Regions from separate parts of the Mus musculus genome. Here regions 2, 3, 4 and 5 are each linked to region 1. The links are chromatin contacts, called in public HiChIP or PLAC-seq and promoter capture Hi-C maps. All regions are on one chromosome and are shown on one strand. Each heading gives the region's core, a stretch centred on a gene start, on an enhancer-like site or on the middle of the called end of the contact. The rest is flanking DNA. Distances are from core to core; before and after follow the strand shown.

Evidence for each region. Promoter capture Hi-C pulls out the DNA fragments that hold promoters and counts their contacts. HiChIP or PLAC-seq counts read pairs in DNA pulled down with a chosen protein or histone mark.
Region 2: a promoter capture Hi-C map of liver shows a contact between it and region 1, with 5 times the contacts expected there. The contact joins the promoter of Mtmr9 here to the promoter of Dleu2 in region 1. A contact is called at or near these places in 3 of 39 promoter capture datasets (liver and pre-B cells), 1 of 115 datasets of contacts at active chromatin or transcription factors (pancreatic cancer cells) and 1 of 9 other capture datasets (pancreatic islet).
Region 3: a contact with region 1 is called in a promoter capture Hi-C map of liver, with 6 times the contacts expected there. The contact joins the promoter of Fdft1 here to the promoter of Dleu2 in region 1. A contact is called at or near these places in 3 of 39 promoter capture datasets (hippocampal neurons, liver and pre-B cells) and 2 of 115 datasets of contacts at active chromatin or transcription factors (embryonic stem cells and pancreatic cancer cells).
Region 4: a contact with region 1 is called in a promoter capture Hi-C map of pre-B cells, with 6 times the contacts expected there. The contact joins the promoter of Wdfy2 here to the promoter of Dleu2 in region 1. A contact is called at or near these places in 7 of 39 promoter capture datasets (the C10 cell line, cranial neural crest, hippocampal neurons and 3 more), 2 of 484 Hi-C or Micro-C datasets (CD4 T cells and uterus), 8 of 115 datasets of contacts at active chromatin or transcription factors (DN3 thymocytes, astrocytes, double positive thymocytes and 4 more) and 1 of 9 other capture datasets (embryonic stem cells).
Region 5: an H3K27ac HiChIP or PLAC-seq map of thymic regulatory T cells shows a contact between it and region 1, with 9 times the contacts expected there. The contact joins the promoter of 4931440J10Rik here to the promoter of Dleu2 in region 1. A contact is called at or near these places in 4 of 39 promoter capture datasets (hippocampal neurons, liver, neural stem cells and 1 more), 6 of 484 Hi-C or Micro-C datasets (the G1E-ER4 cell line, LSK cells, cardiomyocytes and 3 more), 9 of 115 datasets of contacts at active chromatin or transcription factors (astrocytes, embryonic stem cells, epiblast stem cells and 5 more) and 1 of 9 other capture datasets (liver).

What each region holds. Positions count from the first base shown.
Region 1 is chr14:61,679,967-61,685,996 of GRCm38.p6, reverse strand. Dleu2 (deleted in lymphocytic leukemia, 2) reads left to right here and starts at 3,624. Exons shown (of 7, transcript NR_028264.1): 1 at 3,624-3,887.
Region 2 is chr14:63,541,349-63,547,378 of GRCm38.p6, reverse strand. Mtmr9 (myotubularin related protein 9) reads left to right here and starts at 3,426. Exons shown (of 10, transcript NM_177594.1): 1 at 3,426-3,921; 2 at 4,923-5,031. The coding sequence starts at 3,740.
Region 3 is chr14:63,175,366-63,181,395 of GRCm38.p6, reverse strand. Fdft1 (farnesyl diphosphate farnesyl transferase 1) reads left to right here and starts at 3,509. Exons shown (of 8, transcript NM_001360211.1): 1 at 3,509-3,713. The coding sequence starts at 3,615.
Region 4 is chr14:62,834,937-62,840,966 of GRCm38.p6, reverse strand. Wdfy2 (WD repeat and FYVE domain containing 2) reads right to left here and starts at 3,277. Exons shown (of 12, transcript NM_175546.4): 1 at 2,910-3,277. The coding sequence starts at 3,046. It overlaps Gm26536 (predicted gene, 26536), which reads left to right and starts at 2,436. Exons shown (of 2, transcript NR_168886.1): 1 at 2,436-2,842; 2 at 2,947-4,066. Mir8098 (microRNA 8098) reads right to left here and starts at 3,246; the gene lies at 3,110-3,246.
Region 5 is chr14:62,757,810-62,763,839 of GRCm38.p6, reverse strand. 4931440J10Rik (RIKEN cDNA 4931440J10 gene) reads right to left here and starts at 3,339. Exons shown (of 7, transcript NR_045503.1): 1 at 3,254-3,339. It overlaps Ints6 (integrator complex subunit 6), which reads left to right and starts at 2,728. Exons shown (of 19, transcript NM_008715.2): 1 at 2,728-3,292; 2 at 3,597-3,674; 3 at 4,490-4,639. The coding sequence starts at 3,182.

The DNA.
Region 1 (6,030 bases), core at 2,375-4,874:
CACACCAAGGTGTCTGACTCGGGTTTCAGTGGCGAGCGCAAAGGATGGCAGTTTGAGCATTTAAGTCTTAACTTTAGCTCAGGCAAAACATTAGTTATGAATGCATGGATTTTTTTTAAACTAAAGAACGTAGAGTGTGGATTTTTTTTTAAGCGCGTGCTTTTTGTTTAGAAAGAATGGAGGGCAAGACCAACTTCACAATCACAGACGCCCACTTTAACAGCAACACCCCATGGAACCCGATCACGAAAACACGTCATTTGCAAGAGTGAGAAAACTAGCCATATAATAAGACCAAAGGTCGAACTTGGTAAACGCAGACCTTTTATAATCTCTTGAGTCAAAACTAGCTTTTGTGCTGGGTAATTTTATTTTTTTAAGAAATGGGGGAAAGCTAAAAAGAGAGCGTCAGGGTCTATTTCCTAGGTAGCTTGCCTCACTCATATAGAGGGGAAAGAGGATAAAGTGGGCCTTCCCTTTCAGTTAGGGCTTTCTGATGTTTACCAAGAGGGTTCCGGGGGTAGAAATATCTGCCTTTCCAGGTTTCGACCAAGAGAACTTATGAAAGGCAAGGCCATTTTTTTTTTTTTTGAGTCCTGTGGTTAAATTATTGGCGAAGCTGAGTCTGAACAATGCAAATACATACAGGACTCCTAGTCTTGGGTTTTACAGAGCGAATGACCTCAGTGCAAAAGCAAAGCGCCTCTGAGCAGCTGGAAGGGTAATGGCTGTCTGCTAAGTCCTTAGTCAGGTGTGGGTGAGCAGGGCGAGCACTCCAGCAAACGGTTTCCACTTTCAACTCCCCGAGACCCTGCAGGTCTTTCTCACACTTGCCCAGACCTACAGATACTGCTGCAACAAAGGTGTTACTAAACAGAATAAAGTGTGTGGTAAAGAAAGTATGGGGGTGGGGTGAGGGTGGAAGCTGTTTCAAGTCAGTGTTGTTTCTCTGTGGGGGAAGAAGGGGAAGCGAGGACACGTTTTAGCTGACTAGATTGACACCAGCTGCCATTCCTGAGCGCCCCAGTTGTGTTTGGTTACCTTCACCTCGTAAGATGCCTTCCCTGAACTGCTAAAGTCGGCCCACCCGTCTCTTTGAAACCTGCCGGAGGCCGCCTTTGTCACTGCAATGACTCCTATGAGGGAAGAGGGATACCACTAGTTTCGTGAAGTCTTTTAAATTGTATAGAACTTTGGTTATTTGCGTGTGGGCGGGATGCTTATCCAGTTTCAGCCGGGCAAGAATTCCGTGGGCCTCGAGTCCCAAGAGGCCTTTGCGCACCCTCGCCTGCGTTCCTGCCTGAGACCCTGCTAAGACATCTGCCACTAGAAGCCAAACTCGTTCGTGTCACACTCCTTTACTTCTGCAGGGTCTCAGTCTTCAACTTCGAGACCCAGACCAAACTCTCCATGCAAGATTGATGTACTATCCATATGCACTTTTCCGGAGATGGGAGTTTGGGGGGAGGGGGACCCTTCGCAACCTAGGACAGATCCTGGCAACTCCTGGGCTTCCTTCGGGAACAGCTCCCCCCACCCCCACCCCCATCTCGGCCAATGTTTGCGACCCTACACTTAGGTCTGCCACCGCTGCCCTTAGGGAAGTGGCTGTGACTGATGCGCCTGAAGTGGTTTCGTTTTGATTCCCTTCCCTCCTCTCCGCGGCTAGGAAGACCGTGAAAGAACAAAGTGGGGGCGGAAAGCCGGTGTCTTAACAAAATAGCTGTGCCGCTGAGCCTTAGTCGGAGGACGGGGTAAGGCAACCATGACCATGCCTTGACAAACTCTGACCCTTGCAAGAGTGGGAAGGACCAGGAGGCCCTGACTTGTTTACTAAATGCAAAGAAACGTGATTTGTAGCTATTGCTGCAACCAAAGTGTCAAAGAAACGAATTTGCATTCATAAGAGGTTTGTTTTCCAAATGCTGAGTAATGAAGGGTACAAGGACCGGGAGGTGAGTAGCTAGGGCCTTTGGATAAATTGCAGAGGATGGGGAAGATTGAGGTCCCGCCCTAGGCTCTGCACACCGCCAGGTGTGGGCGACCAAAGCCTATCAGGCCTGCAGCTCCAAACTTTAGAAAGGAAGCGAGTGCTGCAAAAGTTCACTTTATATTGTCTCACTTCCTTCTTTTAGCAAGCACACACATAGCAAACTTGGAAGGCACGTTCTAAGCTTTAGAATCTAAAGTTTCTCCTTTAAAAAAAAGAAAGAAAGAAAGAAAAGAAATAGAAATAGAGAGAGCGAAAGCAAGCGGGCCTAAATCTGGAAAGGTTTCTCAACTCTAGGCAAATCTATTTCCTCCCCCATCTGACTCTTGGAAAAGCTCTACCAGGTTTGGACCCACCCTTATACCTAACTTCCAAGCCCCTCACAGTAGGTAGGTGCCCGTGCTGAGGCGTGGTGGTGGTCCGAACTTGGGGCGGGGGAGTGGGATGGGGGGAGTTCTTCTAGACTGTTTACCCCTCTCCAGTTGCTGGGAAAGTCCGATGCGTTTCCTGTTCTCATCCGAGCTCAGCCTGTTTTCCTGAATCAGTGATCTGGTAGCTAACTTATTATGTTCTGATCCTGAAAAGTAAAACTGCGTTCTGAAATCAATTACTTAGGAAAGGGACTAGAAGCTACAGAAGTTAATCACGCTTAGACTAACCACTTAGTTTGCCTTAATTGTAAGGCCTTCCTTTGGTGTTTATCGCACTTTTTGTTTACACTGAGCCCTCCGCCTAGGCTTTAGGCCAGCAGGGCGCTCAGTTTCACTTCGGGGTTTGGAGGGGCCTATCACTTCGTCCTCGGGGTTTAAAGGCAACTTGTAATGGTTTGCCCCAATCACTCCTGTAACCAAAGAGTAAGTCCTCAAGAACCGCGTTCCCTTGTCAAGGAGTCGGATGCGCAAATGCCTGGGGCTTTAAGCAGCTGGGAAAGCGAGAAGGAAGCTAGCGTGAAGCTAGCTGCACCTGCGGATCCAGAGCGTCCGCCCCGCGCTTCCCGCGCCCAGCGCTTTTGCCTGGGAGCTGCTGCGAGCCACCCCCGCACCCCTCACGCCCGTTGGCCGGGGGAGCGAGGCCTAGCAAGCGGACGCCTGCGGGAGCCGCCGCACGTAGGGGGCACAGGGACTTGTCCAGGCCGTGGGCTCCAAAGCGAGGCCCAAACGCGCGCGCTCTCTGCAAGTAGGGCGGTGGCGCTCCCAGAGACGGAGGGAGGTAGAGACGCCCGAGCGAGCGAGCGAACGGCACGCTCGGGGCCACTCCGCGCGCAAGGCTCGGGTCCGGGAGAAATTCCCCCCCCCCACCCCCCGTCGAGTGGTCAGAGTGCGGGTCCCCAGGTCGTGCACACCACCCGGGCCGGCGACCCCAGCCAGGAGCAGGGGAGCGCCGCAGGGCGGAGGCCGCTGCCACGGAACCAGGCGGGCGGCGCACAGCCCCGGGGAGCTGGTTTTCCCGAGAGGGCACGTGACGGGGTTGGCAGCGCTCGGGCCCGGGCGGGGGGAGGGGGAAGTGGCGAGCAGGAGGCCCGGGGGCGGGCGGCTGGCGCGCTGTGTACTTAGGTCGTGTGCTGGGGCTTTTCTCTCCTGGGAGCGGGCCGAGGGGCGGGGGAGGGGCCACCGCTCCGCCTTCTTCTTTTCGCAATGTTGACGCAATCTATAAATAGTGGAACAAAAGGACCAACTTCCTCGGAGCTTTGCTGAAACTGCACAAAAAATCGAGCTGGGGGGTTCCCTGGTCCCCGATGTTGGGGCGGAGAGCGCGGCGCCGAGGGAGGGGGCGGCGCAGACCGGCCTAGGGGACACCTGGTCGAGCGCAGCCGCCGCTCCGCTCGAGCCCTGCGCTCCAGTGCCCCCACTGGCTGGAGAGCTCGCCCAGACCGGGGGTCTTCCTCCGTCGCTGACAGGTCAGTGCGCACCGCCCCTTTCGACTCTAGGCTGCTTTTCTCCCTCCTCCAGCCTCCACTTTTAGAAGGGAACCGGGGCGGGGGCGGGGGGCGGTAAGGAAATAGAACGAGGAGCAGCAGCGACAGAAGGAAAAAAAAAAAAAAAAAGCAAAGCTGTAACCCCGGCGTGCACGGAGCGAAGAGAGTGAGGGGCTCCAGGAGGAGATCTGCGCGTGGCCCCCACGGGAGACGGAGCTGGCAGAGCAGGCGGGCCGCAGGGTGAGAGGAGGGGGCTCCCCGGAGGCCGTGCGCGTCTCTCGGTCCCCTTTGAACGCAGACCTGCAGAGTCCGCCTGGTCCACGGTGGGAGGAATGAGTGGAGAATTGTCGCCGCCGCCACTGCACCCCCGAGGCCCACGCACCCTGAGCGCCTAAATTTGGGGACAGGGTGGGAGGGGGGCACCCTGCGCTCAGGGAGCAAGGACCTGAACTCAGGAGCCCGCTGCTTCGCCGTTGGGGAGGGCGGAGCTGGCGCTGTTGACAGCGGTGAGGGAGCAGGGAGGGCGAAAGTTGGGGAGAGGAGGCGGGAGAGGTGGGAGTCTAGTTGAAAAGGGGGGGGAGGGAGCGCGCGCGCGGGATTCTGAGGGGCGTGGATCACGTGATGGGCAACCACCCCCGCTACAGGCTGGCGGTAGGGTGACGTCACCACCCTGCCTGCAGGGGGTGGCACTTCCGTTTTCTCCCCCCCCCCACCCCCCCCAGGGCTGCTGCTCCCAAGCTTCTGCACCCTCCTGAGGGTGGGCAATAGTCTGAGGTCATCAGGTGCTTTGGCAACAACCGGGAGTTAGGCAATGAGGGCTAGGTCTGAAGCTCAAGCCGGGCCGCCCCTCGACGCGCCCCATTGTGTGAGCAGTGGGCGAGGGCGGTGCCGGGTGCCGGGCCCCCCGCGGCTCCCAGCTCCAAAAGGGCGGGGAGGACTCTGTTCCGTCAAGGCGGAGTCTGGCCACTAGCTGGTTCCTGAGTCCAGACTTCGAGATCCCAGCGACTAGGGTCTTACTCGCCTGACTAGCCCTCTGGGCGCCTGGTGGTTAGGAGCCAGTTCTATGGCTCTGGTCCGTGGCCCAGCTTGATGGGTGTGTGGTCAATCTGTCACCACTGGAGCGACTCAATTCCAGCAGTCCTTAAGAGCTATTTTGAGTAAACTCTGGGTTTTGGTGACTCAGCTCGGTGAGCGGCGCTATTTATAGGTAGATGAGTTAAGAGCGGGGAAATACGCTTCGATAGGATCGGTCCGCCCTATTATAGCAAAGATCTCTACTAAGAAGCAACAATTTAAAGTCTTAGGAAAGAAAAATACTTGGTTCTTAGAATCTGTGTTGTAAGGAGAAGACTTAGAACAGTGAAAGTGGAACATTTCCCGGAGTAAATGGAGAATTTGGGGACTGTCATGACCATTAACTGGCTTTTCGGTGTAGGTTACTGACTCTCCTAGACACCTGCAACATAGAATGCCCATATTAGAATGATAAAAGGGGAAACTAAATGCTGGCAAAGTCCCTGCACTATATTCTGTAACAGGAAGGGATGTGTGATATTTATCTAGTGTCAAAAGTCTGGTCTGGTGGGAATTTTATGTTTATCACCCAATTTCTTCCAAGAAAGTACAACAAAAACGTGTGCTTTTCTTCCCTAGTGTGTAAATGTGCCACTAGTACGTTATTGCTTGTTGGGGTGTTATGATTTTAATTTTCACATTCCCACATTCCTTCAGCCTCCACTTTAGAAATCCAAGAGGCATATGCTATGAGAAAGATTGTGAGGTTGTCTGTCGGGTGGGAAGAGTTGAGTGAGCTCTCCTAGCCGCTGTAGCTTTCCATAGGTAGTGTCACCTGGGGTGTCTCTTGAAAGAAAGATGGTGACTTCCTGAGTGGTTAGGTCAGCTAAGAATAAAAGTGTCCAAAAGACTACAGAGTACACACACTGGGGCCTGCAAGATAGATGTGCGTACTGGTACGGGTGCTGGGTGGGAGTTGAAAAGGGGTAAGAGGGAAGCTGGACAGATGGTCAGGGCCTTCATGATTCAGAATAACCATGCTGAGGAATTTGTATTTGTACCTGAATGGGCATTTTTATTTTTTTAGCCTTTTAGGATGAACAGATATGCT
Region 2 (6,030 bases), core at 2,177-4,676, 1.9 Mb before region 1:
AATAAAGATAATAGTAGTACCTGCAAGGCAATGACGAAGTCCTTTAAAATTTTTTCTTAAAAAAACATTCACTTTATTTGTATGAGTGTTTTAACCTGAATGTATGTAGTACTCTTTGTGCTTGCTTGATGCCTTTGGAGGCCAGAAGATGGCACTGGATTCCCTGCATCTGGACTTAAAGATAGTTTTGAGTTTCCATGTGGGTGCTGGGAAGTGAACCTGGGTCCTCTGAAAGAGCAGTGACTACTCTCAATCTCTGAGGCATCTCCCAGTGCTCCTTAATATTTCAATTCAATTTTATGGTGTGTCCTCTCTCTCTCTCTCTCTCTCTCTCTCTCTCTCTCTCTCTCTCTCTCTCTCTCTGTGTGTGTGTGTGTGTGTGTGTGTGTGTGTGTGTGTGTGTGCAGGTGTATATTACTGTGTGGGCCTGGGAGTTTGAAGGTCAATATCAGGTGCATTTCTTGAGTCCTCTGAACTTTATTTTTGAGTCAGTTTCTCTCATTGGTTGGTCCAGAGTTTACTGTTTCTGCTACAGTGGTTGGCCTGTGAACCCTCAGGATCCTCTTGTCTCTGTCCCCCTTCTCTGGCACTGGGGTTTTAGACTCAGATTTCTTCTTTGTATATGTTCTGGGGTTTTGACCTTAGGTCTTTACACTTGCTCCTTACCCATTGTGGTGGTGGGAATAAGAATGGCCTAATAGGTTCAAATATTTGAAAGCATAGGGATTAGCACTATTTGAAAGGTGTGGCCTTGTTGGAGGAAGTGTGTCACTGGGGATGGGCTTTGGGGTTTCAAATGCTCAAGTCAGACCAGCAGCTCTTTAGAGCTTCCTGCTGCCTAAAGATCCAGATGTAGAACTCTCAGCTCCTTTTCCAGCACTGTCTGCCTGTGTGCTATTATGTTCTGCCATGATGATGATGGACTGAACCACTGAAACCAAAAGACACCCTCAATTAAATGCCTTCCTTTATAAGAGTTGATGTGATCAGACTGAGTTAGAGAACAGACTGAAGGAGCTGAAGGGGTTTGCAACCCATAGGAAAAAGAACATCAACCAACCAGACCCTCAGGGCTCCCAGGGACTAAACCACCAACCAAAGAGTACACCTGGAGGGACCCATGGCTCCAGCTGCATATGTAGCAGAGTATGATGTTGTCGGACATCAATGGGAGAAGAGGCCCGTGGTCTTGTGAAGGCTCGATGCCCCAGTATAGGGGAATGTGAGAGCCGGGAGGTGGGAGTGTGTGGGTGAGCATCCTCATAGAAGCAGGGGAAGGGAGGATAGAATAGAGTGTCTCCGGGGGAGACCTGGAAAGGGGATAACATTTAGAATGTAAATTAAGAAAATATCTAATTAAAAAAAAAAAAAGAGTTGCTGTGGTCATGGTGTCTCTTCACAATAGAATGCTAAGGCACCCATTGAGCTATCTTTATAGTCCTTAAGTAAATCCATTGTACACATTATAAATTTTATTATTTTCTTGGCTTATCAGAATCCCCTGAGGCCCTTATTTCTTGACTGTTTGGACAGTTAATATTTGACTACATCATTGGATTATTTTAATAGAGGCATATCCCATTGACTTTGAATTCTACCGCCACCTACTGCTTATGTGGGGAACTGTTTCTTGCTCTTTACTCAGGCTTTATTCCTAACTACTAAGTTTGGTTTTCTCAGCGCTAGTGAACTTTCTACGCTTTGAACTTCAAATCACTGGTGATTTAATTTCCTAATCGTTTCTGGTACTTCATTATAACAACTCAGAAGATACCTAATTTTTTTCTCTTGGCAAAAAACAAATAAAAGGAAAAAATCCTAATTTATGACTTTATAGAGCATGAAACATTTTAACTTAATGAAATAACGTTTTCATAATTTATTTTCAAGAAAACCAGAAGGGCCACAGAATCCATGGAGACTTTCTATCTTCTAGCATATACTAAATTGGACACTAAGTTCTTCCTTGGATATCTTCCATTCGGGGAGCCTTACCCTTCAAGGCTTTACTTTCATTTTTTTCTCTGTATAACTTTTCATTATTTTTCAGATTAAAAGTTTTCCATTCCACAATTTGTAGTTAATACAATGAGTCAAGTGAGGAAGGAAAGTAAACAAATCCGGTGTGGAAAACACCTCCACATTACTTCACCTCAGTCCATCAGCATCCATTGCTGGTTGTTTTCCTTTTGCAGATAAACTGGATCGCAGGAGTGAGTGATTTAGGAAGGGAAGGTTTTTAGAAAAGACAAGAACAAAATCAAGGACAAACACTGTGCAATCTGGTCAACTTCACTTTGCACACTCTGAAGTCAGCTACCTTGCTGTTCGTAGACACTGACTGGGTGGTGAGAATTTTCACTGCTAACACAGTAAAAGCAGGCCAGGACTCAAACATAATTCTTATTCTGGGATAAAGTAGAGGGATAGAAAGCAAGAAGAGGGAAATTCTATAGGTGGAACAACATTATGAACTAACCAGTACCCCGGAGCTCTTGACTCTAGCTGCATATGTATCAAAAGATGGCCTAGCCGGCCATCACTGGAAAGAGAGGCCCATTGGACTTGCAAACTTTATATGCCCCAGTACAGGGGAATGCCAGGGCCAAAAAGTGGGAGTGGGTGGGTAGGGGAGTGGGGGGGGGTATGGGGGACTTTTGGGATAGCATTGGAAATGTAAATGAGGAAAATACCTAATAAAAAATTAAAAAAAAAAAAAAAGAAGAGGGAAATTACAACAGCAAAACTCTGTCATTGCAGTGTCCGTGAGCAGTTCAGCTAGACTGTACTTAGCCGGGATACTATGAAGTCGTGACCAATATACCAAGGTCTTGATTTCAGGCTTTGCTACAGATTAACTGAACTATCTCTGAAGACACTAGAGTCCTTTCGCAGGGCGAGGATTAGTCAGTTTCTCTTTCCATCCTTTTAGAATATGCTGTTCTTGGTTAAAGTCATGGCGCTCTCAAAGAGTCTAAAGCATAGATTGTCCCATGTCTCTTCCAGACACCAAGATGCTACTTTTCGATCACAACCTCCGCTTCCATCCTACATTTGACATCTCTTCGTGACCAATTCATGAGACAACTACCAGGTAGCGCAAACGAAGAGCCCTTGAGGGACAGCACTCATGTGGAGGCTGGCAGGTCAGCGACGTCTTCTCGTCTCGCCTTTTCCGATAAGGAATATTTGAAGGGCAAGGATTGCGGCGGTAGAAGGTGAAAGAGGTTTTGGTTGGTTTTGTTTTGTTTTGTTTTGTTTTTCCATTGTAGGACCATAAAGTCATTGTTTCTGGCTGTGTTCCACCGGATCTAGCAAAGTACCAACTTCCGGTCCGGTTTCTATGTCTTCCGAGTCTCGAGTCCCTCTAATTGTGCAGGAGTTCCTGCCGGGTGCAACGCTCAGCAGCTACTTCCGCCAGAAGTCCCTGGCTGCTCGGGCTCGGATGCTGCTGCCCCGACGCCGGGTCCGTCTCCTCCGCAGCCCGCCCGTCAGACGCCGGTGGCAGCGGGGAGTGCAGGGCCTGGCGGGAAGCCTTCTCTGCGACCGAGTCCCGGCCAGTGGTGCGGAAGAGACTTGGAGAAGCGGCCAGGGCGGTGCCCGCAGGCCCTGGCGCACCCGCCCAGCCGGGGCGGGGCTCGACCTCCCGGGCCCGCCCAGCCGGGGCTCCGTCCGGGTCTGCGGATTAACCGCCGGGCACCTGCGGGACTGGGCCTCCCGCCCCTAGGCTGCGCCCAATATGGAGTTTGCGGAGCTGATTAAAACCCCACGGGTAGACAATGTGGTGCTGCACCGGCCTTTCTACACCGCCGTGGAAGGGACCCTGTGTCTGACAGGCCACCACCTGATCCTGTCTTCCCGGCAGGACAACACGGAGGAGCTCTGGCTCCTCCATTCAAATATCGACGCCATCGACAAACGGTGAGCGCCCACCACACCCAGGTCCCGGAGGAGCCTGGAACGGAACAGACGCTTTCAGGTGGTTTTTTATGGGTATCCTGGCTCAGCCAGCCAAATGAGCCTTCTGGGGCCTAGATCTATCTGCACTGGCCACCTGGCATCCCCAGGCTAAGGTCTCAGAGTCGTAGTGGTCATTTTGAACAGCATTTGGGCGTATTTTTAAATGTTCTTTGTAAAAAAAAAATTTCTTCCACCACATTTCTTGAATTATTGGTTGTTGTTAATCTGACTTCACGAAGTTATGATTCAATACAATTTAAAGCGACCCCTCCCCCACGATCTCGTTTTTAAATAGGCATGCTCAGCCCTTTGCAGCATAGGCCGGTCTTGAACTTCCAACTCTCCAGCCCCAGCCTCCCAAGTAAGTGCTGGAATTACAGTTGTGTGTGTATGGGCCGCTATGCCTGGCCATAGTATTTAACTGAGTACACTGTCATTTTTTCCATATATATGCATATGCATTTTAGTCTCTCCTTAAAACGTTTTAAAATCGGTAAGGTGCACCCCTGTAATAGCTGATGGGGAGTGCCGATGCAGGTGGATGACAAATTTTACACCCCTGCTCATTTAGGGAAGACTGAGTTTATCATATTGCATCTTACTTATTCTCTGGAATGATCACTTCCCACTGAGGGTAATCATTAGCCCTTAACATTCAGTTTTTCTTGTGAAAAGAAAGGGGCTGGCTCTAAAGGAACATAGGAACTAATTCATCTTTATTTCCCTACTCCATCACTTTAAATTTTTTATTTTTACTTATGTGTGTATGTGTGTATCTGTGTACAAGATACCATCAGCAGACTACTAGACTCCTCAGTTCATCTTTATTGCATAAATGTATTCAATGGTCTCTCATGCCTGCATGATAAAGACTGAATCCCTGGTTCTCTGTGTTCTGGTTCTCACCTACTGTCCTCACTAGTTTTCTTACCATTTTCATGATTTCATGTAATTTCTTACAGATTTGTGGGCTCTCTGGGTACCATCATCATAAAATGTAAAGATTTCCGAATCATTCAGTTGGATATTCCTGGAATGGAGGAGTGTTTAAATATAGCCAGTTCCATTGAGGTAAGTATGCTGCAGGCAAAATTCTGATAGGAAAATGGCGATATTTTGATTTTGTACAGCCCTTGATGCATAAGAATCATTTACTGTGCGAATCTTGCTACTTTCGCTCTGAAGACAGTTTGTGAACTGTTTTTCTGTTTCTGTAGATTTCCTGAAAGAACATCCTATGTGAAATTGTAAGCCAGTAAAACAAATACAGTGTAGCTGATTGTGGCCATGTTACAGTCCTTGGGCATCACAGTGAGCAAGTGTGGTCATCCTGAGTGGAGCAGCTCTGAAACCCTTCAACTCTGAGCAGTGCTCTTATACTGTGATTGTTGCAGTAGTGAGGTCCTGTTAACATGGGGCCTATGGGTGAAGCACCTCACCTCTCACAGTTAGCCTGTAGTGTCTTATAAAAGGAAGATGACATTACCTGCCTTTTATAGGTGTTTTACGATTACATTCGTGGGTTTATGTAGAATGCTTAGTATAATTATTGGCAAATGGTTGCTGTCATTGGAGGACCCTTCTATGGCAACAGCTTTATTTTGAGACTTTGTGGTAGAAATTAGCCATATCACATAAAGTTCACTGTCGTACCATTTCTTAGCTTACCATTGCACTGTGTGTCAGATGTATACTCTCAGTGTTGTGTATACAGACAAAGCAAGTGATTGTCACCAACAGTTGCCATTTGTGACTTTGGCATGTCTGCACGTATGTATTTGTTTTTGCCAGTTCACCTAAGGCGTGTCTGTTTATGCATGTATAAAAGCGTTGAGCCACACATAGAAACTTTGCTTGGATAGTTTAAGGTCTCTGATGAAGGTCTCACATTCTTTTCCTTCTTCTAACTATTTTGGTTACTCCAACTTTTAAATTGCTGCCACTAAATTATATCAATTATATCAACTGACTGTTTAAAGTAATTTCTAGGCAATTATAGAGTCAAGCTGATTTTATTTTCTTTCTGTGTAACTGACTTACTGGGCTTTATGTAAAAAAAAAATAGTGGGT
Region 3 (6,030 bases), core at 2,260-4,759, 1.5 Mb before region 1:
GTGGGGTTATCTGCACAATAGTGTAGGTGCCCAAGGTGGTCAGATCTCCTGAAGCTAGAGTTACAAGGGCTATGAGCCACCTGGCTTGAGTTCTGGGAACCAAACTTGGGTTCTCTAGAAGAGCAGTGTGTATTCCTAATCAATAAGCCATTTCCTTAGTCCTGAGCACCCATACTTACTGTCCTTACCTGAAGTCTGGGAAGGTTATGGAATTTAAGATCACACAGTTAAGCTGAATATGGTGACACACATCCCAGCCTCCGGAGAGGCTGGGGCCCTGGGATCTGGTGTTTTGGGCCAATGTAAACACTGCCTCAAAGGGAAAACAAACAATGAACAAGGTTTAATGCCACTGTCACACTTAAGTCTGCCATAGGGAAAAAAAAAACCACACACACACACAAAACAAAAACAATACCCCCCCCCCAAAAAAAACCCTCAACTCTCCCATCTGTGCCAGAGGTGTCCTCAGTGTGCCCAGATGACTGATGGGAGATAGTCACAGGGTGGTAGCAGAGGCCTCAAACATCAAGCTTTTGGGGCACCTGGAGCATGGATGATAAGCAGGCGACAGTTTCCTGCAAGACTGTATCCCTGCAGAGAAGTCTGACAGGCACTGGTGCAGGATGCAATGCCTGGTATTGTACCACCTGGTGCTTCTCCAAGGCTGGTGTCCCACTCCATGTGTGGAGCGTCTCTCCAGCAACCTGAGCTTACGACGGTGCACCATCAAGCATGCCTTTGAGGTCATCTACCTGCTCGCTGGAGAGAACTCTCTGCAGGGTTTCACTGTCATTAACAGTGGCCTCCCAGGAGACTGAGCATGCATTGGGTGAGTCCCACAGGAAGATGGTAGGCTGTAGTGGGACTCCACTGCACCCAGTGAATCAAGCCCTCTGGCTGTGCCTAGACGCGAGTGCCTGTGAGGCTGCCTAATATTAAGACAACAGGCAAAGAAGCTGGTAAGTGCTACCACGGGCTATCCTAATTCTTGGATGAACTGAGGTGTGTGGTGTGTTTTGTTCAGAGGGAAAGGTACCCTGGGACTTGGAAGCCCAGGAACCAGAGGGGAGAGGTATCCCAATGGAAGGATATCTTGAGACACAGGTGCCCAGAAACCACACAGCCATGAGAGGAAGCTTCCTCAGGAGAGGCACGGTAGCTCTCAGCTGAGCAGCTCAGCTTTGCTCCACCTCTTCACTTTTCCCCTTCTCTTGATTGCTTCTTGGCTTCTTTCAATGATGCACACCAGGCTGCAAATACCATGATTTATTGGAGGGTCCAGGAGAGGAGAGAGAAATCCAGGGATGACTGTCCTCTGCTCCTAGGAGTGGACAGCAGGGAATTGGACAATTGGCAGGGTTTATATCTCAGCAGGATAGGATATCTCGGGGTAGTGGGGCAGAGAAATCCAGATTGAAGATTGGTGGGATTTCAAGTCCTGAGCTTGGGGAACTCAGAGATTGGTAGATTTTTCTGGAAAGCCCAGTAATCAGTGGCTTTTTTTTTTTTTTTTCACCATCACCCCCCAATTCCCTGCCTCAGGCCCATGGGTTAGGATGGGAAGTCCTTCCTGGCAAACAGGTGGCTTTGGCTGAGGACCCATCCCCTGCAGCTGTGCTTTGCTAAAGCTGTAGGACAGCTGCGATGGGTCATTTTGACAAGAGCTACCATTTTTGACAGCTGGGAGTATCATAGGCTGGGGTGAGAAGGAGGGGCTGGCTACCACTCTGATGGGAACTGATGGGACCAAGTCTGACTTTCCAGCTGTTTCTAATAAACTGATATTTTGAATGGAAATTAGAATCAAAGACTGAGTGGTTAGGTAATCCTTCACTCCTCACAGATCTTCAAGATGGAAGTCTAAGAGTAAGACATATTCAGTTGTCTCTGCCCTGGAATACACCTTCTAGAACACTGTGACTTCACTGTGTGTGGTGGTGGTGGTGGTGGTGGGGCTTTTTTGATATTTTCTTCTTGTAGTTAAGGACACCAATTCCATTGGAATTAATTTTAAGGCCTGCCCTTGTGGCCTTGTTTATATATAATCCCTATGAAATTCCCATCTCTAAAATTCCCCATTTTAGACTAAAGCTCCAACACAGAAGTTTTCTATAGAAGGACTCAAGCATTGAGGACCAAACTGGCACATTTTAATAATTTTAATATGTTTTTACTAGCATATTCACCATATATAACAATGGGCTGTATTATGACATTTTATAACGTATATAATATATTCTGATCATATTCAACCCCTATTATTCTCTCGTCTTCCCGCCCCCACTCTTCTTGAACTTGTCTTTAAAACTAGTCATTTTTCTTCTTGATCTGTCAGTAGGTTTAATTAGGGTTACTAACAGAAGTATGGGCAACTTACTAGCAGACATACCACTTAAAATCTTTGTCTATCTTTAGGTGATACAAAGGCACCACCGAACTTGATGACCTGAGTTCTATCTCCAGGAGTCAAATGGAAGAAGAGAAATGACTTCCACACATGGTATGTGTGTGATAACACTTATGCTCACATCAAAATATAATAAAAAGGTGTAAGTAGAAATGAAGGCTAATTGGAACAGTAAGAATTATGACTGTAAAGGGGAATGTAATAAAAATACATTATATAAGTGTATGAAGACTTCATAATAAAACTTATGTATCATTTATGCTAGTAACTTTTTAAGTCATTCCACCAGCAACCATCAACTACCAATAGAACTGGGAGGGAGCCCTTCCTCGCTCCTTGCAATCCTTAACTGGGGAGAGCAGGAGGTATTTGTTCCCATCACATCCCTGGGAGGCCCAATCTCGGGCAGATTTTGCAAGCACTACATAAGTCCTGGTTCACGTCAACTAGAACATCGAGAGGTATTAAGAGCTCAGTTCCCTTTGTTTTTGCAGCTTTGAAAATGGGATCCAAGAATCATCGCCATGTCGTCTCACAAAAGACGGGTGGAGAAGTCTGAGAAATACTGTGCGCTGTCCCGCTTGGAGTTTCCCGGGGCTCAGCAAAGCCCCGGTAAACTCGAGCCCCTGTAAACTCCTCGGAGGAAAGCAAGACTGTTTTATCTGTTCTCAAGCCGCGAGGCGCGTTTCCAGTCCCTGCTACCCTTTCACTCTGACTCGGCTTTGCCAGCCAACCCCTTAGGTATATCAAGAGGTGAACTCAGACTGGAGGCCGAGGTCCCTAGGATCGTGCAAAGCTCTCAAGCCTTTCGCGGAACTCCAGAACGTCCACGCATGCGCCTCGCTCGCTGCCAGCCTACGACACGCAGGAACAAAGGCTCTCTGCTGGGTACCAATCGTGTTCGCTGGCTGCTTTCCAGCTCTCCAATCAAATTCTAGGGTGTGGTCATCGCGCCAGGCTCCTCCGGCTTCCGATTGGTTAACGTTTTCCTGGTGCGAGCAGCTCTGGCCAATCAACGTCCGTCAGTCCACTCCGCGCGTCCTAGCCTGGAGGCGCGAGCGGCGCGGCCGGTTGAGGAGGGCGGGAGGTGGGCGGGACGTCCGGCGCTGGCCCCGCCTCCTCGCCCTGCCCACTCCCCGGCGTCTAAACACAGGTGGGAGCGGGAGATCCCGACAGGTGAGCCCCGCGCCCAGCAGTCGCAAGGATGGAGTTCGTCAAGTGTCTAGGCCACCCGGAGGAGTTCTATAACCTGCTGCGATTCCGCATGGGAGGCCGGCGGAATTTTATACCCAAGATGGACCAGGTAAGTCGAGCATCCCTGCTCCCTCGCAGGCCTGTGGCGGCTTCCCGCACAAGAGGTCTCTAGAGGATGGATGGTCTCTGACACCCTGGTCTTCACGGAAGGCGGGATCCCTGCCTGGGTCGCGCACCCCCACTAGGGCCATGTCCCCCCCCCCCCCCCCCCGCCTTTCAAGGTTTCTGTCTGTTCAAGCCATTGCTTTTCTTGGTAGTTTGGCTGCGTATTTTGTTCTTCTAAGCTTGGAGTTATTTTTACCTAAATGGGTGCGTTCCAGAATTGAGATTAAAGAGAACACGGTTGAGAACAATTTTGAGAACATAAGGAACCCTGGAGGAGTTATCGTGCCTATTTTCACTGGAATGAAACTTACTTCGCCCCACCCACTCCTTCCAGTTTTCAGACATCACCTCCCGCATAAGCTTACTCACCTTTCTGCAGCCACTATTTTATTCCTGGGTGCTTCCTACGGTTTTTGTTGTGTCCAAGTTCCTACTAGTTATTGGCTGCCAGAGGCCAGAACATGTTTGTTTTTTTGGTTTTTTTCGTATTTCATTGGTCTGTTCCCTTTCTTAAACGCGTGCTTTTATGATAATACTTACTCTGACAAAAGTATGTAACTGTTGCATGATGACACATCCAGTTAACATCAAAAACTTAAACGTTTCCCCTTCACTGGAAACATCAGGCACTGTATTTTATTTAAAGGTATTCTTAATTGGTGCCCTTGCTTTTCTCATTCAGAATCCTCCCTTTTTTAAGATTTAGCTCTAACAAGTGCTCTCAGCCATTCAGCAGACCCTGGACACCTGTCAGTGATGGGCACTCTGTGGGGTAAAACATGGATAGCAGTGTAATTAAGGGCATAGACAGGGTCCACAAGGAAATGAACGCCAAGAGTAGGTTTCAGGGGAGAAGAAGGTACAGTTGCCAGATTCTTGCACGGATAAGTAATCAGAGCAAGAGCAAGAATCTGCTTTATAATCCAACTTGAGCTCCTGACAGCTCCAGTGACAGGTAGTTCATTCTGACCTGCAAGGTCTCCTTACCTGCCTTCTCTAGCACCCTTTAACTTAGACCCGTGATCCCAGAGCCACTTTCAGATGCAAGATTCTTTATTTCAGTCTCGCAACAACTTCAGGGTTCTCTTAACTCGGTTCTGAATTTTATTTTTTCAAGACAGGGTCTCACTGTGTAAGCCCTGGCTGTCTTGGAACTCACTTTGTAGATCAGGCCAGCCTTGTGACTCAGAGATCCACTTGCCTCTGATCCCCATCTCAGCCTCCTGGCAAATCTGAATTAGAAGCGGCTTGAAAATAATCTTTTCTTCATGTACAGGCCTTTACTGCCTTGAGCAAAGTAGCTTGTCAGAAATGTGTGGGGGTTGGGGATTTAGCTCAGTGGTAGAGCGCTTGCTAGGCAAGTGCAAGGCCCTGGGTTTGGTCCTCAGCTCTGCGGGGGTGGGGGGGGGAGACAAAATAACAAAAAGACAAAAAACAAACAAACAAACAAACACCCAAGGTAACTGGTACACAGAGCGGGGCATGGTGGCACACGCCTTTAATCCCAGCACTTGGGAGGCAGAGGCAGGTGGATTTCTGAGTTCAAGGCCAGCCTGGTCTACAGAGTTTGAGTTCCAGGACAGCCAAGGCTACACAGAGAAACCCTGTCTCAGAAAAATAAAAACAAAACAGAAATGTGTGAAGATGAATTAGTGAACAGACTGCTTTGGGGAAGCTTGTATGTAGCCTTCTAAGGCAGGTAGGTGCCTTTGCCTGAGTATAGCAGAATAGTGACTTTTCCTAAGGGGATTTACAAGAGTAGGAGGGAAAATCACTGCTAGTTAGGATGCAAGTTTAACCTTTGTAGGGTTGCCTGAAGGAAATAGAGCTTTCAAATGCCTCTGTGGCTTTTGTGCATAAATACTTGCTTGGCTCAGTATTAGTAAGATTTCTTTTGAGTGCTGACATGATGCCGTAGGTGGACACTTCCACACCACACTTGACCTTGTACATGTATTTGACATGTCGTTTTCAATATGTTAAAAAGCATTGTAGAAAATTCCCTGTCAGCTGTGTGTATAAGGCATATGTGAAACACAAACAATTGCATGTTTGGACATGGGTCCCACTGCCAAGATATCTCATTGCTCATTTACAAATCTTAAGAAATCTAAATACTTCTATCCTGGAGAAGATGTACATTTGAGCTTTTACGGGGTGAACCCAAGATAAAGAATTTCTGCTTACAGTCTAGGTTGTAAGTCTTGGTCAGGAGACCAAGTGACACCTGACACCTGGTGATGGCAGTTCACCACCTCTGG
Region 4 (6,030 bases), core at 2,028-4,527, 1.2 Mb before region 1:
ACCAGGGCAGACAGCTTTCTTATTTTCTGTTTCTTCCTTCGATATCAAGTAAAGTGCCAAGTTGTCCCAACTGTGCCACAGTGAACGTGAAACCTACTCTTTAGCTTGAAGATTTGAGAACCACCAGCTTGCTAGTGAGAGAAGCCCGGGAAGGAAAACGTACGGCAAGTGTAACAATCCTCCAGAGGAAAGGAGAACAACAGGGGCTGGAGCCCAGTCACTCTTCCCCACCAGAAAGTTCTCTTTTCAACACTCTATCTTAAATGTAACGGTTTTATTACATAATATTCTCGGCCAGGGGGTGTGACTCAGGGGTAGAGAGTGCTTACCTAGCATGTCCAGACTTCAGAGTTCCATCCCTAGCACCACACACATACACAAAACAAAACCTATACTCTAAAATTTCTGCTACTCAACTATGTAAGCACCTTGAAAAGACTTGGTCATTAACATCGCTGTCACCCATTCGCACAAATGCACACGCGCGCGCACGTGCGCGCGCACACACACACACACACACACACACACACACACGATGAGAACACACTAGAAACTTTACTGTCTGCTGGGATGACTGAAGCAATGCTTGAATTCTCAGTTTGAACGTGTCTAAGGCCACCTAGTCCAATACTTCCCCCACGAAGGTCTACTTGTCTACATAAGGTTTTCACAAGTCATCCAAATACTCACTCAGCAAACATCAATGAATCCAGAATAGTTAAGTACTGGATTCTTAGAAATGGGGTGGAGGGAGGTCCTACATCAGTCACTGATAAAACAAGTAATGAGGGACTCCTGTGTGCCAGGTACTATGTAGCTCCTTAGTCAGTAAAGGACACAACGCTTCCTAGAGGCCTCACAGAAGACAAAACAGACATAACATAGGTATATCACTGCTTAAAACAAAAATATTAAGCTTTCTCAAAGGTGCAGATAAAGGCTCCAATGAGTCTGAACGGAGAAAGGGAACTAGGATTTCCTAAGTAAAATGCTACAGCGCACTATTTGTAGCTGACCCTCATGGTTCAGTAACGAACTGGCAAAGCAGCTAATGGTAATGGTTTTGCAAGTGTTGATGAAAATCAATACTCCATCTTCCTATCTTTAGCATTATATCAAGCGGCACTAACATTGCCTTTGAAAAGTAAGAACACAGATCAATTCTTTCTTTTAGGGCAAGCCATATCTAAAACTGCCTTAAAACAGCTACATTCATGGTTGATTGACCCGAAGAAGCAGAGACTTGTCAACCTGAGTAACAAAATTTACAGAGACAAGGACCCAGCATTACTGCAGGGGCCCGATTCCCGGTAACTCCACAGTAAGACAAATTCTGTTATGTACACTGCAAACCAGGGAAGTGAGAGATCATTAGGCACTGCACTTCCTTTGTGCGACGATGAACCGAGACGTGCTCTTCACTTTTCTGCACATATACTTTAGCTTCTCTAGACATGGAACATTACCTCCACTAAAGTTGTTTCCTTCAAGGAAAATACATTGAAATGGGAATCAGACGTTTCTAAACTAATAGCATGGAGCTGAGGTCTGGACAACCTTTCTCCTCCTCCTCCGATTGAGTTTAATGAACTAAAGAATTGCTTACAAATCGGGAATCAATCTCATCTCTAGTAATGGAAAGGGGAAGTTATCAACATATTCCTTCAATATATTTTATAGAAAATATTCCAGAAAGATAATCCTTTGATGACAAATTTTAAGCCCAGAAACAGTCTAATGCAGTCTAAGCATGTTGCACCAAAGGAAAAAATTAAACACTGTCATAAGACTTCTTTATGAATCTCTAACGGCTCCCACATCCACGTCACTCAGTTTCTTCAGTTCTTCCTGGACTGACTGCCATTAGCATATGTTCGCAATGTTTCCCCACAGATCTGCATAGGAAATGAAGTAGGCGCCATGCATATCAAGAATGATGCAGAGGTCGATATGCAATATACACATGCAATACACTCTTCCTTTATATTCAAGAACCTAAGAAACAAATCAAGTAAAAAATGTTTGAATTTACATTAGGTGCTGAAACGATTTTTTTTTAAGTGAGCACTTTTTGCTTTATCTTTGCAATTTTAAGAGTCACAGAATAACTCTACCTCGGCATGATACTAACTTATAATAAGAAAACCTAACTGCCTGTCTGAAGCTAAGAACCCAGACAGTTACATACCTCTGCCACGCTACAACTGATTTTAAAATGCTTGTAGATATTACCCAAATAGTAATTTCAGATATCTTACCCTATCCCCTATATTCAAGCGGCATTCCTCTGGAAATCAAAAACACAGCGCAAAAGGGGAATCCTGAAGGCAGAACCAGAGCTACTTCTGCTAATTAAGCAATCTTGGAAAGGAAGTAGGCAAAGGGAAGGAACTCAAGCAGTTGTCTGCAAAAGTGATCCCTTGCAACTTCCAGTCACTTCCCCTTGAGCTCCAAGACATAAACTTTTAGGAAAGGAAGGCGCCACACGCAGAAGCCCAAAGTTACTCTCTTCACAATTTAATAAGTCCTTGGGTTCGGTGAAAGATGTCCTGGAGATACACAGATTCGGTGAACCGTATAGAAGAAAGAAAATACGTTCCCTTTCTCGTTTGGGTAACCAAACAATGGACCAACTAGCAGCGCCTCCAAATCATCCCGGTGCATGGAGGGTCCTTTAAGCTAAAACACCTGCAAAGCTGGGCGGCTTCTCCCTCTGCCCTTCCCATCCCCAAAACTGGACCAGGTCTGGTGTCTCCTGCACTGTTAACCCAAGGGCCACTCGGACTCCGCCAGGGACCAGTTGCTGAGGCCAAGGCCACCGCGCTGGGAACTGAACCAGTAGGTGCGGTCTACCCTCCCACCAAGCCAGGGCCGGACCTCCGCGCGGCACGGGGACAAGCAGTCAGTACCTGTCCTCCGAGACGCTGATGACACCCTCTTCTTTAGGTACAATCACCGCCATGTTGACCACCTCCTGCGACCCCTCGACCCGCTGCAGCAGGATCGGCTTGCGGGTCAGTGGCTGGGGCTGGATCTCCGCCGCCATCGGAGGGGGCGCGCCCGGGGAGCAGCCGAACGCGCCGGGGGACTTGGCTGAAGAGAACGCTCAGGCTTGCGCTCAGGATCGGGCTGCGAAGCGGAGCGGGCCTTTGGGAGCCAGCGACCATAGCCCTGCCGCCTGTCCAGGGAATGTGCCCGCTCTGGCTTCCAAAACCAACACCGCCGCCACACTAGCCGCAAGCCGGCGCCACCTAAGAGAGTAGGGGGCGGGGAGCAGGGGGCGGGGCGGGGCGGGGCCCTGTCGCAAGGCGGCCAACCCACTTCCGGAGGATGGGCACTAGCAGCCAATGCGCGTGCGTCAGTCCAGGAGCCACTTCCGCCCCGCCGCCCGTAAGTAACCGAGGCCCGCAGTGCTGTCAGGACGCATGCGCCCCGCAGTCCTTTACTTTCCCTTCCACACCCAAAGCTTTGTCCCCTCCCTCATAAAAAAAAAAATCTGTGAATGCGCGTGCCCAGAGCCCCACCCTCTCCAGACTCTGGGGGCGGGGAAAAGCCTACGTCAGCCGCACCGGAAAAGCGCCTGCAGGAAGGATAGAGGCTAAACTAGTTGGGACGTGAGTGTGCATGCGCGCAGATGACTCACCGCTAAGTTTTAACAATAACACACCGGAGAGGGCGCTGTGCTGTCGGCCGTAGAGAAACGGCTCTTGCCAGCACCGCGTGGACTCTTGGGGGTTGTAGTTTCCTCCATCCTCGACGTCCTTGTTCTAGAAAGCAGTAACGCCCACTTCTCAGCCCAGGAGAGATGTGGGCAAACGAAACTCTGCGCCTTCTGTGGGTTATTGCCCAAGTCAGAGGCAGAAATAGTGTAGTATCTAAGAGGGAGAACTAAAGAGCAAGCCCTGCTGAGCAAGACTTCTCTCGGGGTCACACTGCCACCGGTTTTAGTGAGATATGAGGGTAGAGGAAGAAGAGACTCTCATACAAGCTTCTTTGAGGGAGTTTAGAGATCATGGTATCAATCTTCTCTTTGTATTATGAATAAAGGACTCACACTTGAACCTAAGTCTTTTTGTCCAGTCTTGTTTCCAATCCCTAGCAATTGAACATTTTTGCTTTTCCAGTGACAACGGACAGTTAATAAATACAATCACAATATAATATAGAATGACTGTAATAAGGAGAATAAAATGTTGACTGGGCTATGGGGAAATTGGAACTCCTTTACAATTCAGGTGGGGATGTAAAACAGTCTCTTTTGGGGGGGGGGGAATGTAGTATTGCTTCAAAGGATAAACATTGCTACTGTCAGGTCCAAAAGAAACGGTGGGGTACTAGATATCTGTGATTTCCATTAGCATAGCAAAGCAAGGCGAACCTTGAAAGCAAAATGCTAAATGAAAGGAACTAATCATAGAGGACCGTTTATTTTATGATTCCACTTACGTGAAATAATCAGACTAGTGTTTGTACAGAATTGAGAGAGAAAGGAATAAAGCAGTCAGAAGGCTGTCTTCCGTTCATGTATGTCTGTTCGCCAGGTGTGTGCCTGGATCCCTGGAACTGGAGTTATGGAAAGTTGTGAGCTCTAAGTGGGTGCTGTGAGTCAAATGTAGTTCTGGAAGAGTGTCCAGTTCTCTTAACTGCTAAGTCATCTCTACAGGCCCAAGAGAACTATTTTTTCTTTATTTTATAGTGTGTTTGTGTTTGTGTGTGTGTGTGTGTGTGTGTGTGTGTGTGTGTGTGTGTGTGCCTGAGTGCCAATATGTGTACCGCATGTGTGCGGGAGCCCAGCAAGGTCAGAAGAAGTGGACCCCCTGAAACTGTATTTACAACCTATTGTGAGCTACAATATGGGTGCTTGGATTTAAACCCAGGTCCTCTAACAAGTAATCTTAGTTGCTAAACCATCTTTTATAACCTACTACCAAGGCTATTTTTTTTTAAATAAACGTCTTTTTCTTTTAAAGATTTATTTACTTATTATATGTAAGTACACTGTAGCTATCTTCAGACAGACCAGAAGAGGGCATCCGATCTCACCACAGATAATTGTGAGCCACCATGTGGTTTCTGGGATTTGAACTCAGGACCTTCAGAAGAGCAGTCAGTGCTCTTAACCGCTGAGCCATCTCTCCAGCCCCCAAGGCTATTTTTAATAACTGGATTAAAATGACTTCTTTTAGATCAACTTCTCAGTCTTTGATGGCCAATTATGAAAGGGTGTCTGTCAGACAAAGAAAGCCAGGGTCACAGGAGACTCCACAAACCATTTTAGTAACAAACAGTATGTATTTTTTTTCTGGCACATTCCACAAGCAAAACTGGTAATAAAAGACTGGGTGGGCCGGGCAGTGGTGGCACACACCTTTGATCCCAGCACTTGGGAGGCAGAGGCAGGCGGATTTCTGAGTTCAAGACCAGCCTGGTCTACAGAGTGAGTTCCAGGACAGGGCTACACAAAGAAACTCTGTCTCGAACCCCCTCCCCCCCCCCAAAAAAAAAGACTGGGTGGGGACCTGGGGCCTCGGAGTCATCTGATGAAATGATGAAATACCCAGAAATTCAGCTGCATACAGCATTCTGAGACCCACAGAGGTAGTGGGTCAGTCATAAATAGAAGTTAAGTAATGGCTAGCTGTACACCAACCTAAATTCAAGAAGGAATTTAGGAGCAAGGGCCAAATCTGTGGCAACTGAGGAAAGATACAAAGGGCTGTGGAGGTAAAGGAATTGGTGTTTCACACCAAAGGAATGAGATGGTGCGTGAGGACTTCACAAGGTGCCCTGAAGCAAATTGCTGAAACTGCTTAAGCCCTGTCTTCTCCACCTCTAAGTTATGGGCGGATGATCCTAGTTATAAAATAGTTATAAAAGGAGGAGGAAGAGATGAAGATGTTTTAGAGGAATGTCCCTGTATCTAGTAAAGAACCGTTACACAGAATGAGAGAAAGACAGAAGGAATTGGAAGAAATTAAAGAAAAGAGGGTGGAGGCAACACCTTTCTCTCAAGGCAAAGGAGAGAAATGG
Region 5 (6,030 bases), core at 2,090-4,589, 1.1 Mb before region 1:
AGAGGATAATTGTGTGGATAATTGTGTTGTCTCTCCTTCTAAGTGGGTTTCAGGGATCAAACTCAGGTCTCCAGGAGACAAGCGCTCTTATCCTCCTTGCTCTCCCCTACCCTAACTGCACTGGACCTTCTTCCTCTTGGTATGGACACTCGGTGCATTATGTTTTAAGGCTCTATAGGCAATGCTAATGCATGAGTCCCAGCTAAGAACTGCTCTTACATCATCGCCAACCAAGCAAACCAGTCACTTCAGAGTAAGTGTAGCCCATTTCTGTCTAGGGCTGATTGTCAATGTCTCCTGGTTTCTGACTTGTATCTGCTGTATAAATACATATACAGACATAGACATATATATCCTATTTCCTGTTCAACTTAATGGCCTTGTCATATAGAACTTCTGAGCTTTCTGGCTGAAAATCTGATCTTTGGTCTTCAGTGCTATCACAAGCATGGGTTCTGGTTATTTGCTCCAGGTGAGTTCTCAAGATTTGTCTCTCCTGATCTTTGCATTTAACCTGCAACTTCACCACACATGTCCATAACAACCCTAGATGACAACCTGCCAACACCACTGATTCAGGGAATAACTGCCATGGTTTAATTGGAAAATGATCTCAAATAACTGTAAAAGATATATTAATTATGGGAGTATGTTATATCATCAGACTCATCTGATTTCCTTCAAACATGGTTTTGGTTTAGCCTCCCTCCTCGCCATCAGAACTAACCTAATATGGAGGAGGAAATTTCTTTCTCTGGACTAAAGGCATTCTGCTATCTGGGCCTGATAACCTTGCTGGCTGGTACCTCTGCCTAGCTGTGACTATCAGCAAAGCTTTCTTCACATTTTTAGTGCCCTGATTTTTCTCTTCTCTTTTTTCTTTTCACTAGCAGCTGCTGTTGCTTCTTTAACTCATATTGGGCTCATACTATTCCACAATACACAGGAAGTAGACATTATTATGGCCTGTTTTCAGACAGGCAGGACTCACACACATTTGAGAGGCCATGGCCAGAAGGGAGACGAATTCTCTGAAAATTATGCACTAACACGGAAAGAAAAATGTCAGAGCTGCAAAAACAACTCTGTATTGTCACTGATCTCTTATTAGGATCTTCTTGAGATCTGAAGTCTTAAGCAACAAACACAAACCTTGGAAACTATTCCTATCACCCTCCATTTAAGGGATTGTTTTTTTCTTCCCGAATTACAATAATCATTTTCTGATTTTCAACGTTTTTATATTTTCTTCGAATACTGCAAACTCTTTGAAGACAGGGACCACAATTCATATATTAATTTCTACCAGCCCCAGGCATAACTAGCCTGCAGCACATCCTGGTTGTTATTTAATCAGTTAATAGTCTTACTCTCTAATAAACTCATGCCTGTACTATGGTTTATTCCCATAGAACAGTATGCTACTATTTACTGATAATAAGTTAAACAACGTTCTGAGGCTTTTGTTTTTGAAATATTAGGAAAAGCCCAAACAACAAAGCCTGATTTTAAAAAAGCGCCACAAGCATGTCACTACAGATGCCCAGCAGGCCAGAATTTCAGCAGAGAAAATCCGGAAATGCAGGGCCAGTGGGAGAAGCCCTACAAATACCGACTCTTAAAAGGCCTCAATGTTCCGAATTCAACTCATATTTCAGGCAGCGGGTCTTGCAGTTTCCCAACTACATTTGAGAACAATTCTCCGGACTTGCAGGTGCAGACTGAAGACTTAATATGACAGGGGTTGAGAATGTTTTCCGACACAACACTGGCAAAGACTTGAGAGGCGGGTTTCCCAGGAACCTATCTATTCTCTGGGTCACCTGCGCAACGTGGTCATCCCTTTTCACTTTTAAAACGAGGGCAGTGGATTAGGATTTGGAAGGCCCCCCTTTCATTTCTTAATCTAGTCTAGTGCCTTAACACGATTTGAAGAGAGAACTAGGTTGGAGAGGACAGTTGCTTTACTAGTCCACATCTGAGTTCCGCTTCGGGTTTGCAGGGTTGGGTGAGGCACTCCAGGGCTGGCTTCCTTTTCGGTGGATCCTCTGACCGGCTAGAGCCGGAGCCGAAAGACCGGCGGGGATTAATACCAGGTCATAAACAACCTCTCACTTCCCCTCCCCCGCCCCCTCCGGGCCGCCCCAAGGCCCGGCCTGCTGCAGCCGCGTGGGCCTGCGCGCTCCCGTATTCTTCGTCCGTTCACCCTTCTTGGCCCTGCGTTCTCAAATCGCGACGCAGGGCCCTCACCCACAGGTTGGGGGCGGCTTCCACTTCCCTTCTCCCGACCCTGTCACCGCGCACAGCCAAAAGGCCGGCCGCCTTGACACACACGCCTAGGGCCGCTGCCCGCCCTCCGCGCGCCGACGCAGTCCCCGCCCCAACCCGCGGTGCTTCCGCGGCCTGTCCCCGCCCCTTCCCGAAGCCCGCCTCCCGGCTGCGGGCTTCGGGCCGCCCGCCGCCCCTTGCGCGCTGGCTCTAGCGTGCACCCGCTGCCCCGCCTCCGCGCGTGCTCAATAACTGTCCTCTCGGTCGGCCTGCAGGCTTCCCCCGCCCCTGAGCTGTTTGAATATGCTAATGAGGCTGTAAGGACCAGCCAATAGGGCAGTGGGCCTGTGGATCACATGACCCGAGTACGTGTCAGGGGCGGAGCCTACGTAGCCCCTGCCCGAGTTAAAACCGGAGTGTGAGAGAGAAAAGCGCTTCAGTAGCGAGAGGGGCTGAGAAAGTGGTGACACCGCTGGGGTGCGGAGGGAGTCTCTCAAACTTCTCTCAACAGCCCCAGGGCCAATCTCCCCTCAGCCCACTCCCCTCTTCGCCAGATCCCTGGTCCCCACTCCCTGCACTGGGGGTGGGGTGGGGAACTGGGCCCGTCTCCCGCGGGGACACACACAGGGTCCGGGAGTGGGGACGGGACCCCCAGGCCGGGGGGGACGGACGGACAGACGGCCGCGCGGCCGCCCCAGCGGGCAGGCAGGCCGGAGGCGGGGGTACGGCCGGGAGGACCTGGGCTGGGGAGTTTCCTCTCAACTATCGGGGGAGAAACTCCCCATAGCTGGTGTTTTCCTCCCGGGGGCCGCGTTCCCCGCCCCGCGTATCGGCGGTTGCCGCCGCCGCCGCCGGTGCTTCCACCTCTGCCATCTCTTCACCACCTCGGGCCCCGGTGTCCCCGGCCAGCACTATGCCCATCTTACTGTTCCTGATAGACACGTCTGCCTCTATGAACCAGCGCAGCCATCTGGGCACCACCTACCTGGACACGGCCAAAGGCGCGGTAGAGACCTTCATGAAGGTACCGACTAACCCAGCCCCGGTGGTGACCCGGACCCGGTGGCCCGCGGGGGGCAGGGCGGGGGGCAGCGGGTTTACTGCGGGCTCCGCGGGCGCGGGGACCCCTCCCCCACCGCGCGGGCGGGCGGGCGCTGGGAGCGGGCTCTGCTGGGCCTGGCCCATGTGGGGCTGCTGTGGGTGCGGGGGGCGGCGGAGGGACGGCCCTGCGTGTGCGGTACTGTGGGGGCGGCCAGCGACCCTTCTGCGACTGGTAACCTCGCCTCTGTGTTTCCCTCTCTCCCGCCCGTCCCCACCCTGGCCCGCAGCTCCGTGCCCGGGACCCTGCCAGCAGAGGAGACAGGTATATGCTGGTCACTTTCGAAGAGCCGCCCTATGCTATCAAGGTAACAGCCCTCGCCCTCCCCCTCCCTTCCCTGATCCTGCCTAGCTCGCCCTCCCCGCCCCCTCTTCATTATGCTCCCCTCCCCCACGGCCGCTCCCGCCTCCAGGTCCCTTCCCCGCGGCCTCCCACCCCTCCCCAGCCCGGGAGCGTCAGCGAGGTGGCAGTTTCTGGCCCACCGCCGTCCCCTCCGGGTCCTGCTCGGCCTGGCGGCGGAGGCGCTACGATCAACATGGCCGACATTTCCCCTCCGCGGCGTGAGCGGCAGCAATGAACTGTGGGGGATATTTATTCAAGTTAGCCCGAGTGACAGCGGGGCCCAGCCTTGCCTAGCCCGGGTTTGCATTAAAAGGGAATCAGCCAAAGCTGGCAGGGAAGCCTGGAGGGGGGCTTCGAGACTTGGTCATCACAGAGTGGAACTAGGAAGGCCACCGATCGGTGGGACAGCTGTGGTCAACTTAAGAAGTCCTGCTGCCATCTGCCTCCCACTAGCACCGTCGCAACACCCGTCCCTTGCACACAATTTGGAGGATGTTATGTTAGCAAATTTCCCAGTGAAGTTATTAAAGTATTAAGACGGTTGTTAACTTAACAAAAGGTGTAGGGCAAGCAGGTTCATTCTTGGCCACCTTTGGAAGAGTTTCCTCACCAGAGACAACAGTTATAACACATTCCCCAAGCCATATCAAGCAAAAGTGAAGTTAAATATGCAAACCTGAAATGGAATACCTACTTGGTGGACATCACATTGTAATCGGTGTCCATGTGTGTACATGACTTCAAATGATAAAAAAAAAAATCTTACATCTTTCTTTTCAGGCTGGATGGAAAGAAAACCATGCAACGTTTATGAATGAACTGAAAAACCTTCAGGCAGAAGGACTTACGACTCTTGGCCAATCCCTAAGGACAGCTTTTGATTTGTTAAATTTAAATAGATTAGTAACTGGCATAGACAACTATGGGCAGGTAGGTTGAATACTAAGGTAGAAAAGAGTTGTTTTTATTTTTGTGTACAAAACCACAATCCAGTCCAAAAGTATGTAACATGGAATGCAAGTATAAAACATTGGAGGTTGAACAACAGTGCACACCGTTCAAAACATCTAAGGTATTATGGCCGCATATCCCCCACGCCCCTTTAAATGTATTTGCATTCAGAATTCAAATCTGAATTCTTGGCTAGAAAGTTGACACACATTTGGTTTCAGTCCCTCAGAGTTCATAAAAAAGACATAAAAGGGAAGGTGTCCTGCCTCAATGTATCAGTCTGAGTTTCCTGTAGGCACATATGCAACCATTGAATGGGCCACAGCCATTAGCTGACTTCGTAGTTGCTTCTATATTATAAAGATATTGGAAGAAATGATTTTTAGACAAGGGTTTAGCTTAACCTCGATTGTAAACTCAGGCAAGAGTTTTCAGTGGTGTGCAGTAACTGGTTGACTGCATTCAGTACGAAGCTTGAAATCAATGACAGATTCAGAAGTTCTAAAGTTTAAAAATTCTAAACCCTTGGGAAGATGTTTTCTGCAAAACATGAAAATTTGCCTGTCTTCCTGAAGCTCCCTAAGGTTGCTTTTTTCATCTGTGAGGATGGGACAAGAGCTTTAAGTCACAACAGTCATTGACCAATGTTACTAACTTAGGACATTGCTCTCCTAGAAATGCAAGATGCCAAAGGATATGCAGTGGTGTACACAAGGAATAATATTACACCCAAGGACTTCAGTACGCAAAGCACTATTACCATAATGCTATATTTAGGAATATATGTTATATACTTTTCCCAAGTTCCATAATGCACAGTTCTCGTGAATTTTGAACATTTTAAAGAATTTTTTTCTGTGACTTCAAGCTATATGCCTCACTTGGGGATAATTCTTAAACATCTTTAGAAATGATTGATTTTGGTCTTACAGCATTTAAAGTATGCATTACAAATCAGATTTCTCTGGAAATCATTTCCATCATTTAAATAGGTAATCATTTTAACGTACATTTTTGTTGTTGTTACTTTATAACTCTTTGCCACTTGTTGGTCAGTTTTTGTAAAAGCAGTTTTTTTCCTTTGTTGGCTATAATGCTACTGTCTTTATCATTTAACATTTTAATCCAAGGTTACTGAGTTCAAAGACACCTTTGAAACTTGCTATTTAGTTCCTTTATTTCGTTTGTCAGGTCGTGTGTTATAGAACTATCAATTTCCTGTTTTTCTGTGTCACATTTCATAAGAGAGAAGGACATTTGGATATGTCCACCTCTCATATTTTTAAAACGTGGCATAAAGTCCTTTAGGAGGATTGTTTGCCACGGAGAGATTTGAGGGCATTTGTATACTTTTGTAGGAAGTTTAAGGC